3 separate regions of the Mus musculus genome follow, and all the other regions are linked to region 1. Evidence: chromatin contacts called from public HiChIP or PLAC-seq and promoter capture Hi-C data. All regions are on one chromosome and are shown on one strand. The core of a region is the stretch at or near the end of the contact, and the rest is flanking DNA. Distances in the headings are between cores, read along the strand shown. Region 1 holds the start of Rerg (RAS-like, estrogen-regulated, growth-inhibitor). Region 2 holds the start of H2aj (H2J.A histone). Region 3 holds the start of BC049715 (cDNA sequence BC049715).

What was found. Promoter capture Hi-C pulls out the DNA fragments that hold promoters and counts their contacts. HiChIP or PLAC-seq counts read pairs in DNA pulled down with a chosen protein or histone mark.
Region 2: a contact with region 1 is called in an H3K4me3 HiChIP or PLAC-seq map of embryonic stem cells, with 13 read pairs. The contact joins the promoter of H2aj here to the promoter of Rerg in region 1. A contact is called at or near these places in 2 of 39 promoter capture datasets (the 3T3-L1 cell line and cranial neural crest) and 1 of 115 datasets of contacts at active chromatin or transcription factors (embryonic stem cells).
Region 3: a promoter capture Hi-C map of embryonic stem cells shows a contact between it and region 1, with 9 read pairs. The contact joins the promoter of BC049715 here to the promoter of Rerg in region 1. A contact is called at or near these places in 3 of 39 promoter capture datasets (cranial neural crest, embryonic stem cells and hippocampal neurons), 1 of 484 Hi-C or Micro-C datasets (muscle stem cells), 3 of 115 datasets of contacts at active chromatin or transcription factors (embryonic stem cells, forebrain and microglia) and 1 of 9 other capture datasets (pancreatic islet).

What each region holds. Positions count from the first base shown.
Region 1 is chr6:137,167,970-137,171,394 of GRCm38.p6, forward strand. Rerg (RAS-like, estrogen-regulated, growth-inhibitor) reads right to left here and starts at 1,749. Exons shown (of 5, transcript NM_001164212.1): 1 at 1,511-1,749.
Region 2 is chr6:136,806,589-136,810,013 of GRCm38.p6, forward strand. H2aj (H2J.A histone) reads left to right here and starts at 1,660. Exons shown (of 1, transcript NM_177688.4): 1 at 1,660-3,425. The coding sequence starts at 1,752. The coding sequence ends at 2,141.
Region 3 is chr6:136,827,257-136,830,681 of GRCm38.p6, forward strand. BC049715 (cDNA sequence BC049715) reads left to right here and starts at 1,587. Exons shown (of 3, transcript NM_178776.3): 1 at 1,587-1,813. Wbp11 (WW domain binding protein 11) reads right to left here and starts at 960. Exons shown (of 12, transcript NM_021714.4): 1 at 764-960. Smco3 (single-pass membrane protein with coiled-coil domains 3) reads right to left here. Exons shown (of 2, transcript NM_001039558.2): 2 at 2,675-3,425.

The DNA of each region.
Region 1 (3,425 bases), core at 499-2,998:
AGATTTTTTTTTAACTTACAAACAGCTGCTGGCTCTTTGAAACACAGAGCGTGCTTGTGTACGGAGCATCTGTAGACAATAACTTGCCATTTCATGCAAAAGTATCATCCCCATGCATCTAGAATCTGGCTATAGTCTTCATTTAAAGTAAGCATCAAAGTATATGTTTTTAAAGCCAAGTCAAATATTTCAGCAACTCCCCTTGGCCTCCGAAGCTCACGGGTCTCACATAGGAGAAATTAATTATGTTAGTTAAAGTGTCCCATTTGTGATGTCATAAAGTGTCCCCATTTATGACGTCATAAAGATCCAGCTGCTTAATGTCAGCCGCCTAATATGTTTAGGGAAAAGGGGGGGGCGATGCAACGCTGCCCTCTAAAGATGCCTTCACATTTTATTTCCCCATGAAAATTTGACGGAAACCATCAACGTGTCAATTGTTGTCATAGTAACCTACAGGCAAGTATCTGTTGAATTAACCAGAGACCTTCTATCCCTCAGATCTGAGGAAACTCAATGGTTCAAACACAGGAACTATTCCTGCCGTGGCCTGAAGTTCACTCTCGGAGCAGATTTGCTTTCCCGGAGGCAAAACCAAACAAGTTTCAAGTTTCCATCCTAAAATCACACCTAAATATTTAGGGGATGAAAGGCGTTGCTTTTCCGTATGCATGAAGTCATCAGAGGAAACATTAGAGTGAAGGAAAGACGTGTGTTGTTTCATTTGGTACTACTGACCAATCGTCGAATTCATTGACTCCCTCCACACTTAGGTGTATACTAACCAAAGAGGCTACCTGTGGGGACTCTGTTAGACCTACGACAATTGCGTTTCTAAAGCTTCATCCATCTGTTTATTTACTTAGCAAAAGGTTTTGCTCCTAATAAATCATTTCGCAGACTGTGTTTATCAAGGTCAGAGTTTTCCACTTCCTCTTGAGGCGAGTGGGGGCATCTTTATAATTACATTTTAATGCTTTTATGGCCTTCTAAAAAGAAAAAGAAAAAAAAAAAAAAGAAAGAAAGAAAGCAAAGCACAGCTGTCCAAGACAGCAGTGAATCCAGTCTGATGGTGGTGGAGTGAGATCGCTTCTCTCTGGGTCAGACCTCTCCTGAAATCAAGATTTCTCAGTTTCTCTGCTAGGAATTTTCCTTCATCTTATCACAAGGCAACAGCCACACCAAAGAGGTTGTGACTGCGCAAGCCCCCCGGCTGGCTCGCTACCCTGAGATCAACAGGTCCTGCAGCCAGGAGCAAGCCCACAGTGGGCTGCATGTTCTGCAGCTCACAGGCTCCACATAAAGAGCAGATGTCCCCTAATTCGGAAGGACGCCTTAGGCGCAGGACGCGCTGTCAAGCCTGGTGGCTGGCGTTCACATCTCTCAGGAGAACCCCAAAGTCGCCCTTAGGGAGGGACCCGGAGACCACCGGGACTCACCCAGGGGCTGAGCCCTCAGGGGCTCGTACCCTGTCCTCAGGGAGCCACCTGGACACGTGCGTGTCACTCACCTGTTCACTGTCCAGGCCGGGGAGACAGCCGCGGTCCTCTCCAAGTTCGCAATCCGCCCGCGGAGACTAGGAAGCTCTCCCACCCTGACCCACGCGGGCTACAGGAGGCGTTTGAGAGTTGGGGGGCCGCGATTGCGGTTGGGAGTCGCTGGGGCTGCAAGTGCGGTGCCCGGACGGGGTCTCTTCCCTCGCGCTCGCTCAGACTAGCAGCGCAGAGACTGCGGCAGGACGCGAGCTCCGGCCAGCCGCCGCTGCGCTCCGCCACCAAGATGCTGCAGTGAGGTGCCCGGGCGCCCCCTGCTGGACCAGTCTGCGAGCCGAGCGCCTCACAACCCAGCCTAGCTCAGCGCCAGGCCTGCAGGCTTCAGCTAAGTCCTTTCTTGATTAAAAAGCATCACTTACGCAGTGTTCTCTACGCCTTTTTTCAAAGGATCTTGCTAATACGCCCTGGGAATGTGTTCAGTTATCTTCATGATATTCGAGAGGAAGCAGAGGATTTTTAAAAAAGATAGAAATAAACGGGTCCAAGACTAGTAAATGGCTGGGAGAAAATCCGGAAAGGATCGGAAACAAATATACTTCCAAAGATATAAACACCAAATTTAACCGAAATTCATATTTGTATATATGAGAAAGTCCCCGGTGTGCTCTGTTCCCTCTGGAAGACCAGCATTTATAAGATTTGCTTTGGCGTCAAACCCCATCCCGTTCAAACCTCAACAAAGATAATTAACATGCATGCTATGCTAAGCTAAGCAAGACCTGCTTACATCCCCCATCTCCTTTGATATTCACCTCCCTGGAGGTAAGCATGGCTATTGTAATTGCTGGTCTTTCGGAGGGAAAGGAGAGCTTCTGAGAGGTTAAAGGATTCCCAAAGACGATGGTGGGCATGAACAAAGCAACAGGAAATGTCTATGCCTTTCTCCTTTTTCATTCCAAAGCTGGGTTTTCTTACCAGGGTATCTGGTGACTCACTGAAAGCGAGGCTAGGCAACAGGAGCAGGCAGGGGCCCAGGGCGATAGGAATAATCAGTGGAGCCACTCTGGTGGAAGAAAGTCTCTGCCCCGTGGAGGCAGAGACTTGGCAGGCAGGGTGGATGAAGAGGTTGGACTTGTGATAGCCTCAGCATGTGTCCTGATAACTCACTGAGAAACCTTTAACACACCACATCCAGCGTGAATTTCCAGATCCCCCCTCCCCGACTTCCTGGGGACCCCAGATCTGACCTACAGTGACACTCCCTCCCACATGCCCCAGCACCCTGCCAGTATTGGGCTTGCTTTGCATTCTCTCAAGTTTCTCCTTGTTCTGCTAACCCTTGACATTCCAGGGGCTGGAAGAGTGGGGGAAGAGTACTGTGTGTGCACCCATGCTCTCCCCCTGTTGCAGGGCCTGCTGCACAATGATCAAACGGATGCAACAAGACCATTTGAGACATGATACATCTAAATTGTTTATCCACTGAACTTGGAAGAGCTATTTAGTGTGGACTTGAAGACATGGGTCCCGTCCTTGAGAAACAGCGATTTCAGCATCTCGGAATACAAACGGTCTTAGAGCCTACAGTAAGAAGACAAATTATATTTGTAGACAATGCAAAATTCTATAAAATTCAAATTGTGTGGAATTTTATAGCATTAATATCGTCAAGTTTCAACCTACCTTCTTTTCCTGTCATGCTTTGTAGAGCAGTACTTGATAAAAATGTCTATAAAGATGATACATTTTAAATATATGATATTTGCAGTATCTATGATTTATGTCTAGGATAAAAATTAGAATATATATATAATGTATATACAATATATATGTATATACTTTTACAATGACTTAAGTCTGAGTTTCTATTATGCCTTTCCTATCCAATAGATCTCGCTGAAGAGGTCACAAGCTCACAAGCCAGGTTTCATG
Region 2 (3,425 bases), core at 410-2,909, 360 kb before region 1:
GAGGCGAAGGGTCCTCCCCTCTGGAATCCAGTGGTTCTTCTCCGGCTCATACACAGCCCCAGAGCCACGTAATGTTAATATCCTATCAGATTCATCCATGCTATCCACAAGGACTGCATTCCTGCCTAGTCTGTGACTATGGCCTCGAGGCCCTGAGAAGGAAGGGACTGTCCCCAGGAGCAGCAACAGTGTCCAAAGACCAGCCTCATGTGGTATAGGTAGGACAGGCCAAAGAACCAGCTTTTGTCCCAGGCTGGTGGCTGCACACAACTTTAATCCCAGCATTAGGGAGGCAGGCAGATCTCTGAGTTGAAGGCCAGCCTGGTTTTTATAGTGAGTTCCACGGCTGCCAGGGCTACAGGAAGAAAAGTCTCAAAAACTAAAACAAATAGAAAACCTACAAAGCTTCTTTTGCAGCTAGCTCTCCAGGTGGGTGTGTCAAGGAGCAGATGACGAAAGCTCGTTCTAGGAGGGCAGAATTCAGCCAAGGAGCTATGGCTGAGCCGGAATTGCTGTGGCACTCACAAGCACAGACCCTGGAGTCAGATAGTCAGATTTGAAAGTCGCCCCTGGCTATACTGGAGACTAATTTCCATGAGTATGGTATGAGGGAACAGAGGTGCTCTTCTCTGGGCTTCCGGTTTTTGATTGTTTCCAGGTAGTTTCTCTCTTAGGCCAGGCTCAATTCAAGTTCTCCATACTCCTGCATCAGCTGGGTTTATAGGCACTGAACACCATAGTCTGCTTACTGTTGTATTTTATTTAAAAAAAAAAAAAAAAAGCCGGGGACGTTTGGTGGAGGAGCGTTATTGTGCACGTAGGGGGTAGAGGGGGTGCGGCCCATGCTGAGGTACCAGCCACAGGACGGTATAGTAGTTTATTTAGGGCATGAGGTGAGTTGAGGGGGTAGTAGCGAGAGCGAGAGAGAGAGAGAGAGCGAGAGCGAGAGCGAGAGCGAGAGAGAGAGAGAGAGAGAGAAAAGGCCGAGGGGGTGTGCGGGTGGAGGCCGGCCATGAACACGTGGAGAGAGGGGTAGGGGAATGGGAGAGAAGGGACAGAGGGCTAAGAGAGTAAGAAAGCAAGAGAAAAGTGTGGGTGTGTGTGTGGGGGGGGGCAAGCAGCTTCTTTTACAGTGGGTCAGGCACACCTGGCTGCTGCCAGGTAACTGTGGGGCGGAGCCTAGAAGAAATGCCAACACCATCATTTTTATTTTTTGAGATAAGGTCTCACTTCCTAGCTTGGTCTATAACGCACAAAGTAGCCCAGGCTGTCTTTGTATTGGTAATCCTCCTACTTCAGCTCTTTCTCCCTCCAAAAGCTAGGATTACTGATTTGAACCAAGTATGGCTTTGCTTAACTCCCCGTTTTCGCTGCCCTCCCTCCGTTCCTTCCTTATTAGGCTGGTATGGATCTTGGAATATCTACAGCTGACCTTAGGCTCCGGGCAATCTTGTATCGGCTACCCTAGTGCTGGGATTGCAGACTCGAACCACCCAGTTAACTACATCCTGGCAGCCAATCCCAACAAGTTTGAGGATGCCTGTGAACTATGTAAATTAGGACTAGAAATTTGAGCTTTTGATTGGGAGACATCTGGATGGGCGGGGGCTCTGCTTCCGCGAGCTGATTGGGTACGGTACCTGCCTGTCACGGGCGGCAGCGGCTGCAGTTTGGCGAGGCAGTTCCGGGGTGGCGCGCGTCGTCCCGGAACTGAGCGAGCCGGTGTTGGAGTTCCAGGCGCGGGGTCGAGCATGTCCGGGCGAGGCAAGCAGGGCGGTAAGGTGCGCGCCAAGGCCAAGTCGCGCTCGTCGCGCGCGGGCCTGCAGTTCCCCGTGGGCCGCGTTCACCGGCTGCTGCGGAAGGGCAACTACGCGGAGCGCGTGGGCGCGGGAGCGCCCGTGTACCTGGCGGCGGTGCTGGAGTACCTGACGGCCGAGATCCTGGAGCTGGCGGGCAACGCGGCGAGGGACAACAAGAAGACGCGCATCATCCCTCGTCACCTGCAGCTGGCCATCCGCAACGACGAGGAGCTCAACAAGCTGCTGGGCCGTGTGACCATCGCGCAGGGCGGCGTCCTGCCCAATATCCAGGCCGTGCTGCTGCCCAAGAAGACGGAGAGCCAGAAGGTGAAGAGCAAGTGAACCCGACAGACGGGTGCAGAGCCCGCCCGCCACAGTCCGCAGCCAATAAAGTCGGTGAAAAGCGAGTAATCTAGAGAGCTGTGTAGTCGCGGGACCGAGGGGGTGTTGGGTGGGGACGAGTTCCAACTTTGAGCGTGACGCAGGCCACCTGTGTGGCCATGTGCGAGCCGGAGGAACCCAGCGGGTGGATTGGGAGAGCCCCGTCGCATCACCGTGGGCAGGAGAAGCGGACCTAGTGCCCAGAGGCTACTCTGGAATTGGCTTTGCCTAACTCCCCAGTCTTAGGGAAAAGTGGTAGGGAAGGTGTTGCGAGCTGTGAACAAGAAGTTGCCTCGCTTGTCATACATAGGAAGGTTGAGCTATATGTACCCTAGCCATTTGGAAAAGACAGGAACTTGGGATCCTTGGTGGGTGCTAGTTATTTATGGTAGTATTTAAGCTAATAGATGTTACGTATTCGTGATCTGAATGCCAGCCATCTTCACATTGCACACTTGTGTTCAATATTCTTTATAATGAAGTAACTTGTGCAATACGGAAGTGAGTCACGAAGTTTGCGCTCTGGATGGTGTTGCGTAACAGCGGGGCCCTCGGTCTTAAGTAGTGTATGTTTAGCAGCTCCTAAAATGATCTTCTCTTGGTGCTTGCGGTGGTGTTACCCCTCATCCCTGCATTTGGGAAGTAGAACGCCTTTCGTGGCTAGATAGCGAGTTTGTGGCCGTTTCTGAACTACATTAGACCGTGTCTCAAAATATGTTTCTGTCTCCCCTCGAGTTTTAGCTGCATGGCAGCCTCTTATCCAGCACTGATTCTGAGAATCAGCCTGATTTTACTTAAAAGCAAAACCGATTTTTTTTTTTTTTTTTTAGGGGTGACTGTTAGCTTTCCTGGGATCAGGTTTCTTCTTTTCCGTAACTGTTGAGTTGGGTGATGGCGCCTCAAGGAAGGAAAGGGTCGTGTGAGTTAACGTAACGCGGAGAGCCAAACCCCAGGGCCCTGGAAATGCGATTCTTGCCTTGGTCATTCCGTTTCCTGCTCACTCAGTAACCATCATTCTGTTAGCAGGAGCCACAAAACATCCCATGCTACGGAGGTTTCACTCTGGGTTCTTCCCCTCCACCCCCGGGGGGGAGTCAGAGTTCAAGTCTTCCTCTTCATTTGCAGTATTTCCCCTCGAAATTTATTTCATTCCCAGTATTGGTATGACGTCTACACCACGTGCTAGTAACTGAGGGTACAGCTGTGAATGAGGCCAGCTAGGTCTCACTGTCCCGAACACGTGGT
Region 3 (3,425 bases), core at 337-2,836, 340 kb before region 1:
GCTCCTTAGGTGGGACTCTGTAAGTTGTTTTAGTTAATGCTTTTTTTCATCAAGCGTTCAGCTGGCCGGCTCCCTGCTGCTTCCCAGATATTTCAGAACTGATCGGTGTCGATTATGTCATTACAGATGTTTCTCTATCAGAAAGCAGAAGGGGCAGGAGTTTGGGAAGAAGGGAAGAGAAGGGTACTGACTATAGGGAACTACAAAAAGGCACGGATACAACAAATTCTATTTTTGATCTTTTCTTTAGTGTTTCCCTTCTTAAACCAGCCTCGGGCTCTCGTTTTGACGCCATCCCATCACACACACCTAAAAACCAATCAGCTACGAGTCAAGGAGAATTTTTACAAGACCATAGTGCCTCTGCCTGCAAACGTTGGCAGAGACAAGGTCAAAAGACCATGGGAACCCAGGCAGCACAAACGCAACCCGACCGGTCCGGTCCGGTCCGGGTCCACTCCAGGAGGCCTCACAGCAACTGCCGAAACCATAGCGACGGTTGATAGCGACTCGAGCGGCTAGACGTCAGCCCGCCGCCACCGGTCGCCGCACTCGGGCGGTGGGTCTGACCCGGCGGGAGATCCCGCCCGAGAACCCGTCGGACGCAGTGCCAGGCCGGCCCCGAGCCCTGAAACCCGAGGCTCCCGCCACCCCGGGCCCAGCGGAGGAAGAGCGCGGCCTCTGGGCCTGGTGTTTCAGAGAAGGCTTCGCAGGCCCCGGGGAGGGTCGCGGAAAACGGAGCACCGAGTCCCCACGCACTCACACGACTGCGAGGCTCCCGGGACGGCGAGAGCAGCTAGCGGGCGGTCCCGGAGGACTCTCTGCGAAGGGGCCTTCACCTCTGCCCCTCGGTCAACCACCCGGGAACCGCCATCTTGAAACCTCGCGCCCCTCCGCCAGCTCACGTCACTTCCTGTTCCCGCTGGCCGCGATCTCACCGCGTTGCCAGGCACTGGGCCCATAGAGCGAATACAACAACTTCAGAGCCAGAGGTACTTCCGCTCTCATTCACTATCCGATTGGATAACTATAGGCCAAGAGACCCGCCTCATTCCAGAGTATTGTAGATTGACACTAATATAACCCAATAGAAATAAAAAGTAAGGAAGCTGCTATTTGATTGGCCAATTGTTCTCAGAATTCTGACGCATTTCCGCAACTGCTTCTCTCTGGGGACACACTAGGTAGCGGTATGCGTACGCTTCTGTGTCGGCCATTGGATCTGTGTTAGTTGTCGTGTGTAAATGGATGCTGTTTTTCAGGAATGCTTCCATAGAAAACAAGTTAGGTAATAACACTGGGCACCGAGTCTAAGGTGCTCAGCAAACATCAGCCCTCTAAACCTACAGCATGTGATGAACTGAACAAATAGTTCCTAGGGGAGACTCATAAATCTACACGAAAATGTATATTTTAAAAGAGAAACGGTACATTTGTCGATTTTCCAGAGGAGAAGTTATTACATAACACTTCAAATGAACTTTGCATCAACCCAAACTCCTTTATGATGTCATTGCACACTCTAGATTTATCTGAAGTCTTCCTTTGAGGGTTCTCTAGAGTCACAGAACTTGTGGATAGTCTCTATATAGAAAGGGACTTTGTTATGATGACTTACGGTCTGTAGTCCACCTCCCCAACAATGGTCAGCTGTGAATGGGAAGTCCAAGGATCTAGGAGTTGCTCAGTCCCACCAGGCTAGTAGATTCCAACTGATGGGCTGGCAAGTAAATGCAAGCAGAGGAGGAAGAGAAAAACTTCCATCTTCCAATGTCTTATAGATCTCCAGAAGAAGGTGTGGTTCAGATTAAAGGTGTGTACCGCCACGCCTGGATCTGGGCCTTGTACTCAGAGATCTTACCTTACTCTCCTGGGGATACATAGCCACTATGCCTCAAGATTTCCATGCCAAGATCAAGGTCAGAAACTTGTATTTCCCAGCCTCAAGATCTGGATCACAGGTGAACCTTCCAATTCTGGATTGTGGTTTGTTCTAGATATAGCTGATAACCAGAAATAGCTATTATATTTCCCTTCTACATCCCCATTCCTTAAGACTCCTCCCCATCCTTTCCCCTTAAAGGTAAGCATTTAAAACGAAATCTTCATAAAGTGTGAACTTGGTCTGTCTCGAAAAAAAACCAAAAAGCAAAACAAAACAACAAAAAACCAAAAACAAAAAAACACAAATCAAAAAACCAAAAACACCCTCACACTTGGTTATTTTTCAACTTAGTTTCAGCATCCTTAACAGAAAAGGTCCTAAGGGAATTTTTGACATCAAGTACTTTGAAAGAACTGATTGAGGTGTATATTAATTTTTAGGATGTTGTAGATAGGCACTAATGTTACAATGAATTAATAACCAATAGAACATTTACAATTTATATTAAAACAAATGTGTTCCCTAACAATGTAACATCAGTACCATACTAAAACTACCTTTGACTTAGTGGGAAAAAAAATAAGTATTCAATAAATAATCTGGGCTGGCCACCATCTCCCTATCCCTCTGTCTCATTGTTTAGATGGATTGAATTACAGTTAGAAGCCTTGATGCCTGGGAATGTCATTAATTCTTGTTTTGATTACTCTTTGAGTGTCAGTAATAGCAAGACCTATTAGTTCATAAAATAAAAACCAGGTAATAAATTTAGAAAGTGACACAAATTGTGATATTTTGAAACTAATTTATAAAACCAGTGATAACATAGAAATTAATACATTTGGAAAAGTTATGTGGCTAGTTAAAATTCTTCATCTGCTTGTAAAATTTTCCTGAGATATACTGGATACTTTATACCAATGATTTATTTTTGTCTTTGCGTTAAAAACCAAACGACTATAACCAGGACTATCTCAACATTGTTACATACAATGGTTTTTGAAGTAGACCCTAAAAACGGCTTAGTGAGAATGGTTAGATAAAGGTTTAGAAAACAAATGCTGTATCTAGAGAAACTAAGTTCCATCAATAGGCCTCCATGGCCTCTCCTTTTCCTGAGTTCAGGAGGCAATTAACATAGGTCTGCAAATGCTTTATGGGGCAGAGGGAGCTGCCTCTTTTTGGTGGTACTGAAAATAAAATTATCCCCCTGAAAAATAGAAATTAATTACTTTCCTTTAATCAACAAATTCTTAACAGGGAGTGAGCCTTTTTCTTCACTCTAACATATTTTATGCAGGGATCACTGCATTTTATGCCTTGTTTTGTTTACAATGTTCCACACACTTTGACCACTCAAGAGATAGATGACAAACAGGTGGTCAATATTGACTGCATTACAGACAACATTTATTATCTCATCCTTTCCCAATCCATCCAGCCACGCTTTGAACTGAGGAGAACCTCGCAGATGCATGGCTTTCGTTCATTCTGGAACATAATGTTGTTGAGGTTGCTCTGCCTTCATTTCCGGGTGGCA